Linked DNA regions of Anas platyrhynchos: region 1 is linked to region 2. The links are chromatin contacts, called in public Hi-C maps. All regions are on one chromosome and are shown on one strand. The core of a region is the stretch at or near the end of the contact, and the rest is flanking DNA. Distances in the headings are between cores, read along the strand shown.

Region 1 (2,700 bases), core at 136-2,635, 150 kb before region 2:
TTTCTAGCCAGAAGCTCTTACACTATTCTGCTTTTATCCTCATACAACTGAGTTAAAATCTGCATTGTTTTGTCTCAAACTTCAGAGTTGCTCTGCCTTGTCAGACTGTTCATGGACTTATTCCAGCTTTTTTCAAAAGAAGGAACAGAAGTAATATTTCTACCTGAACTCAGATAGTGGGAAAGCATTGTGTAAGGTAAACAGGAAGGAGGAAGAACAGAATGCTGTGATCAGGAGAATTTTGAGCAAGATAAGTTTATTTGCAGGAAAATGTTAGAATGTGTAATGGACTGAAATTAGGTTCTAAAAAGATATAGAATTTTAAATGAAGCTTAAATTGCACAAGAACAACATCATGGTAAGAGAAATGAATTGAAGAAAGCTGCGCAGTATCCAGTATGTTAATACAGGTTTTACCTTGAGATCTGGTTCGTTTAGAATTAGCTGTCAAAATAATGAAATGGAAATTCAGGAAAGTAATGGTGAGCAAGAACATGCTATTCCGGTTTGCTCCGGCATGGATAGTTCTCATCCTGTCACCAGAAGAAGGGTGTTTATAATCTCCAGGACACTGGGAATTCAGAGTACATGGATTTGGTTATAGCAGGAGCTGGTAGTCTGTGTTACAGTGGTGCTTTTGTTTTGTTTTGTCTTCGTTTGTTTGTTGTTTATTTGTTTTCCCATTTGGTTAAATAATGCTCATCAACATCATTTAATTTTACCTTGCTTAAAAATGAACCAATTTCATTGCAAAAGGGTTTTGAGGTTGTAATCAGAAAAGGTGAAATTATCTCATGTATGTATTTGTTGGGAAAGAGAAGCAGTTTTCAAGCAAATATAAGTAGGAAAAATAGATTCTGGAGCATAAATGAAAATGAGATGATTAATACAAATATCATCTAAGTTCCAGCTATCCAAAAATTGTCTAAAGGACTTTTTCAAAAGCTAACAAGTGTAAATGAAAAAGCTGCTGCAGGAAAAAAGCATCAGAAAAGATTTAATAACAAAACTAAAATGCAATATCAGTATCTCCAACACTTTGAATATAATCCCACCATTTCTCTTTGATTTTGCATATCAAATCAGACATCTATTAATCTAACAAAATCTTTCAAGTTTGAATCTTTTAAATGCTAAAGCTGTATTTTTACTGTCTACCTGTTTACCTGAAGTCGAGAAAACAGTCACTTACTAAACAGTGTCACATCTTGGCGATACGCAGCTGTCATATCTTGCAGAGGAAGTCAGAAGCCAGCAGTTTGCTTTATTTATCAGCGCTAAATCTGTGTAGCTGTGTCACAGCTTTCGTAGCTGTTGACCAAAGCAACGTGATGTGAAGTTACTGCTTTGTTTTTGAGGCACATCCTTGAGTGATGCAACTGCAGGTACGGTAATATGAACGTGCGGTGATCTCAAGATCCAGTTCAAAATATCTGTGTTTTCATTAACCTGTGGCCTTTCTATTGAAATGACCGGAATCAAATGATGTATTTTTCAAAAAATATTTGCAGACTTAAAACTTAATCTGCATGTACCACTTTCCTGTTTTGACTACTTGTGTACTTTATGAGAGCTATTGGAAAATACTAGGTTTTCCATTTTTTTTCTAGGCTTTGTATATTTTTCTGGAAAAAAAAATATTCCAGTGCCTTTTTTTTTTCTCTTTTATTTTTGCATCTGAGATGAGTAGAGCAGAGATGCACAGAAATACATTGTGTTGGTGGCCATCCCCAAGTGAGTCTTTGACCTCTAAGGCAGTCTTGTTCCTGGTTAACGTTAATGCATGTGCTAAATTTTCTTTCAGAGACAACAAAAAAGCTGGGAGGGCCTCTGTATGTTTAAAAAGGAGATGGAAGGAGCCCACCCTATGCAAGGGTGACTCTTTTTCACTTGCAGAGGTAGAATTGACTTACAGCCTGGGGGTACAAGACCTGGGAGAGAAATAGTTGTGAGGAGGTCCTGGAGAGGGTGCAGAGAAGCAGAGGTGCCTGGGCGATGCCACTGGATGAGGTGATAACTCTGCTCTTGTTTGTCCCTTCTGTGATTAGGGACAGCTCTGTGCACTCCTTGTAACCAAGCTACAAGCCTGGCCTCTGCCACAGCTCTGCATGAGCCGTATCTTTCATTTGGCCTTTCCTGTGGTATTCTTTCCTAGATAAGAAGCCTGCACATGCCGTAAAGCAAAACTCTGCATTGTATGCGACATTCCAGGTGGTTTCCTAGATGTGTTTCCAAGGTGCATTTATCAGCTGTGCTTGCTTCCTTAGCGAGCCTCACTGCTCTTGGTAAACTTTGCAGACTCATCTTCAGAAGCAGTGCTCAGTGTAGAAAAGTTGTAGCCTTTGTCATGGACAGATTCTGCCAGAGAGGGAGGCAGTGTGCAGAAAAAACAGCCCATGAAGGTAGGTCTCTGCAGCAGCCTGTGCAGAGCTGCAGTGCTGTGGGGATTCAGCCCCGCAGAGCGCTATGCTTGCATCTCTGTGTCCTTGGATGTGGTACCTGCAAATCTGGCCTAGCCCTACAGCGTCATTTACTGACAGAAGATCACTTGCAGAAGAAATGCATGGCCCCATAATGCTCTTTAAAATTACATTGAATTCTCCCTTGTGCTTTGGTACACGTAGTAGCAATTCCTGTCTCAGAGAAACAAATCTGCAGCAAGGTGCTAAATATTAACAAACTGTTCCAGGTTGCAACAGC
Region 2 (2,700 bases), core at 98-2,597:
AATTCCACCTAACAAAGCCCCATGTGTCTACCAAAACACTTGTGTACAAAGGATGTATCACTTGTATTTACATATTTTTCAAAAAGCTAGAATAAATCTGTCCATCTAAAGAAGAAACAATAAAAACAGGCTTCTGTATTTTACTTTATGTTTACAAAAATCACAGTCCAAAACACTATTTACTTTTGTGGTGTCTATTTCATATTTCACAATCTTATGAAATATAAGCACGTCGATCATGAGGAAAATTTACTTAATGATTTAAAGCACAGTAATTTATTCAATAAAATATTTAAATCATTATTAAATTATACAATAAATGTGCATGTTTTTACTGTATTAAAGCAGATGCCTTCTAAATGCTACTCCTTAAAACTTTTGATGACTATGAATCAAGGAGATATTTCAAAGAAAACCTTTAAATCAGGAGAGAGAAAGCAACAGGCTTCAAACTTTATCTTCAATATATTCATGTTTGAACAGGAGTTCCCTTCCTTGCATATTTTGCATACTTCCAAATACTGTGCAAGTACTGGCACATGGTGTACCATTCAGTCACCAAGCAGCACTGGTCTGTACCATGCTACCTGCTTTTATCAATGATATGAAGTAAGAGGATCTGTATAAATATTTTCTGAAGTCAGGTTTGAACACAGGTTGCCTGAAAAATCATTGTATTTATAAGTGAGTTAAAGTAACTTAGGGAGATGAAAAATGAAGTCAAATTTGGACAGTAGAAACAAACAAACAAACAAAAGTATTTTAAAAATAGGAGGCAATAATCAGCTCAAATGTCAATTATCTCAAATTATCAAAATTAATGAAAAGACAAATATTGGGAATAAAAGTCCTGTAATCCTATCAGCAACAAGCAAGTACAAAAATACTTTAGGAGATAACTTTCCAGGACAGTTTCTTCTACAAACTAAATAAACTACACCACCAAGGAAAAACAAAAACATTTTGTTCTCCTACCATTCAGTACTTCAGTCTGTTTAAGATTTCAATTATTAAAATAGCTACACTTGTTGCTAACTAAAATAAAGCTAATGTGGTAGCCAGAACATCAAAATCAGATAATATTCTCCACTGGAAGTGATTTTTCAGGGAACACTTATTTTTTAATGACAAAGCGTTAGTTCAGATCATATGCCAAGTTATTAAAAGCTGAATGCAGGAATGAGCATTTCCTATTTTTGTTTATGCTGACAGAGGCTACAAAAATGCAATACAAAATACATTACCAAGTATGGGGAACAAAAAACTCCACATGTTCCTAGTGGGAGACCGCAGGAGAATGGAGAAATGCCCAAAACGAGAAAAACAGAGCCTGTCTAACAAACACAGGGCTCAGAAACAAATTGAGCCCTGTAATGAATTTCTCCTGATGTGCAGTGTGGCTTTGCCAGTGTTGTAATGGCTCCATCGCATGGTCAGATGTAGAGTGACACTCTGATATGCACTAATAAGGCTGTACAACTATAACTTTCCCCTTCATAGAAACTGGTGTGCTTCCTGACTATGGAAGGGAATGGCAAAGATGCCACAGCACAGCACTTGGGGTAATTCTGATCTAAATACTGCAACACCAGCCTGTGGCCTGGCATCATAAAAACCTCGTGAGTAGTATGGCTGGGAAGCAATTGAAACTAAGCTGTGTCCATACAGACAGACCAGACCTTTCCAGCACAATAAACGAAGAGGTGGCTTGAGTTTCTCTGGATGCTCAGTCACATTTTAAATTATAAAGATGCTGAAACAGGATATGCCTTTACCTGCCTGTCATGTCTGTTTGCATCAATGCTGAAGTATGGGCACTTTGGCCTTCTTTTTATGCAGCTTTTGATTATCTTGCACATCAGATGGGTGCTCACCTGTGCAGTCTGTTTTGCATCTCCAAAGATTACCTGTACTAGGCATGAAGCATGTAACCCACCTTTTCTCCCTCAGAAATTTTCCTATACAGGTTCAGGTCTGTGACAGACCAATCTCTCTGTACAGGAGCACACAATGGATGAAGGAGCAAGCACGAGTGACAGCTAAGTGCTCCTGCTCAGTGCCACATCCTCAGGCTTCTGACTCTGCCCTGGGTAAAGCAAGTAGTGGGACTTTCAATCCAATTACAAATGACCCAGCTGGGTCTGTGGAGTCTGCAACAGTGATAAATAGTGGACTGAGAAGAAGGGCCAGCACTAGCAAGGGAGCTTACTCAATGTGTCTGCATCCCACATCTTTAGGAAGCTGAGAAAGCCCAATACTGTGCCCCAGAGCTGAGACAAGACCTTGGTCAGTCAATGGCAGCTGAGTTCAGAAGCTCATGAAATGTGCAGTTAGATCCATCTGAAACAAGCTGGCAATCCTGTAGAAGGCCACAATATAAATGCCTAGGGGGGTAGGAGCAGATCATTTTAGGTAGAAGAAAGATCAAACGGTATCGAACAGCCAGACCATACAGTCAATAGCTGAGTGCTTTTAATGAAAATCAACACTTGTGATCAAGTCCCTAATGAACTTTGAGATGCTCTAACACCCTTCCTTTATAGAATAAGCTTTTTCTGTCACAGATGCCTTATTTTATTCTGTAATGCAGCTGTGTAAAAATAGCACCTTCTTATTCAACACATTTGCTTTCTATCAGAGTCCTATCTGCTGACTTAATGGAAACAATAAACTTTTTTTATTGCTTTATAATCCTTCAGG

What was found. Hi-C and Micro-C count contacts between places; a contact is called where the count stands out from the background.
Region 1: a contact with region 2 is called in a Hi-C map of skeletal muscle, with 2.3 times the contacts expected there. The contact joins the promoter of CXCR6 here to the enhancer-like site in region 2. A contact is called at or near these places in 3 of 8 Hi-C or Micro-C datasets (skeletal muscle and subcutaneous adipose tissue).

The regions. Positions count from the first base shown.
Region 1 is chr2:114,096,307-114,099,006 of IASCAAS_PekinDuck_T2T, reverse strand. It overlaps CXCR6 (C-X-C motif chemokine receptor 6), which reads right to left and starts at 1,385. Exons shown (of 3, transcript XM_038174297.2): 1 at 1,193-1,385. The region is part of intron 14 of FYCO1 (FYVE and coiled-coil domain autophagy adaptor 1); the gene reads left to right.
Region 2 is chr2:113,947,463-113,950,162 of IASCAAS_PekinDuck_T2T, reverse strand. The region is part of intron 14 of LARS2 (leucyl-tRNA synthetase 2, mitochondrial); the gene reads right to left. Among named protein-coding and RNA genes, the nearest start is that of LIMD1, 34 kb to the left of the region's middle. Within about 2 kb of position 1,347, at least 5 of the 8 cell types and tissues checked have an H3K27ac peak or open chromatin away from gene starts, as enhancers often do. A contact at or near this core is called in subcutaneous adipose tissue, where this site is marked.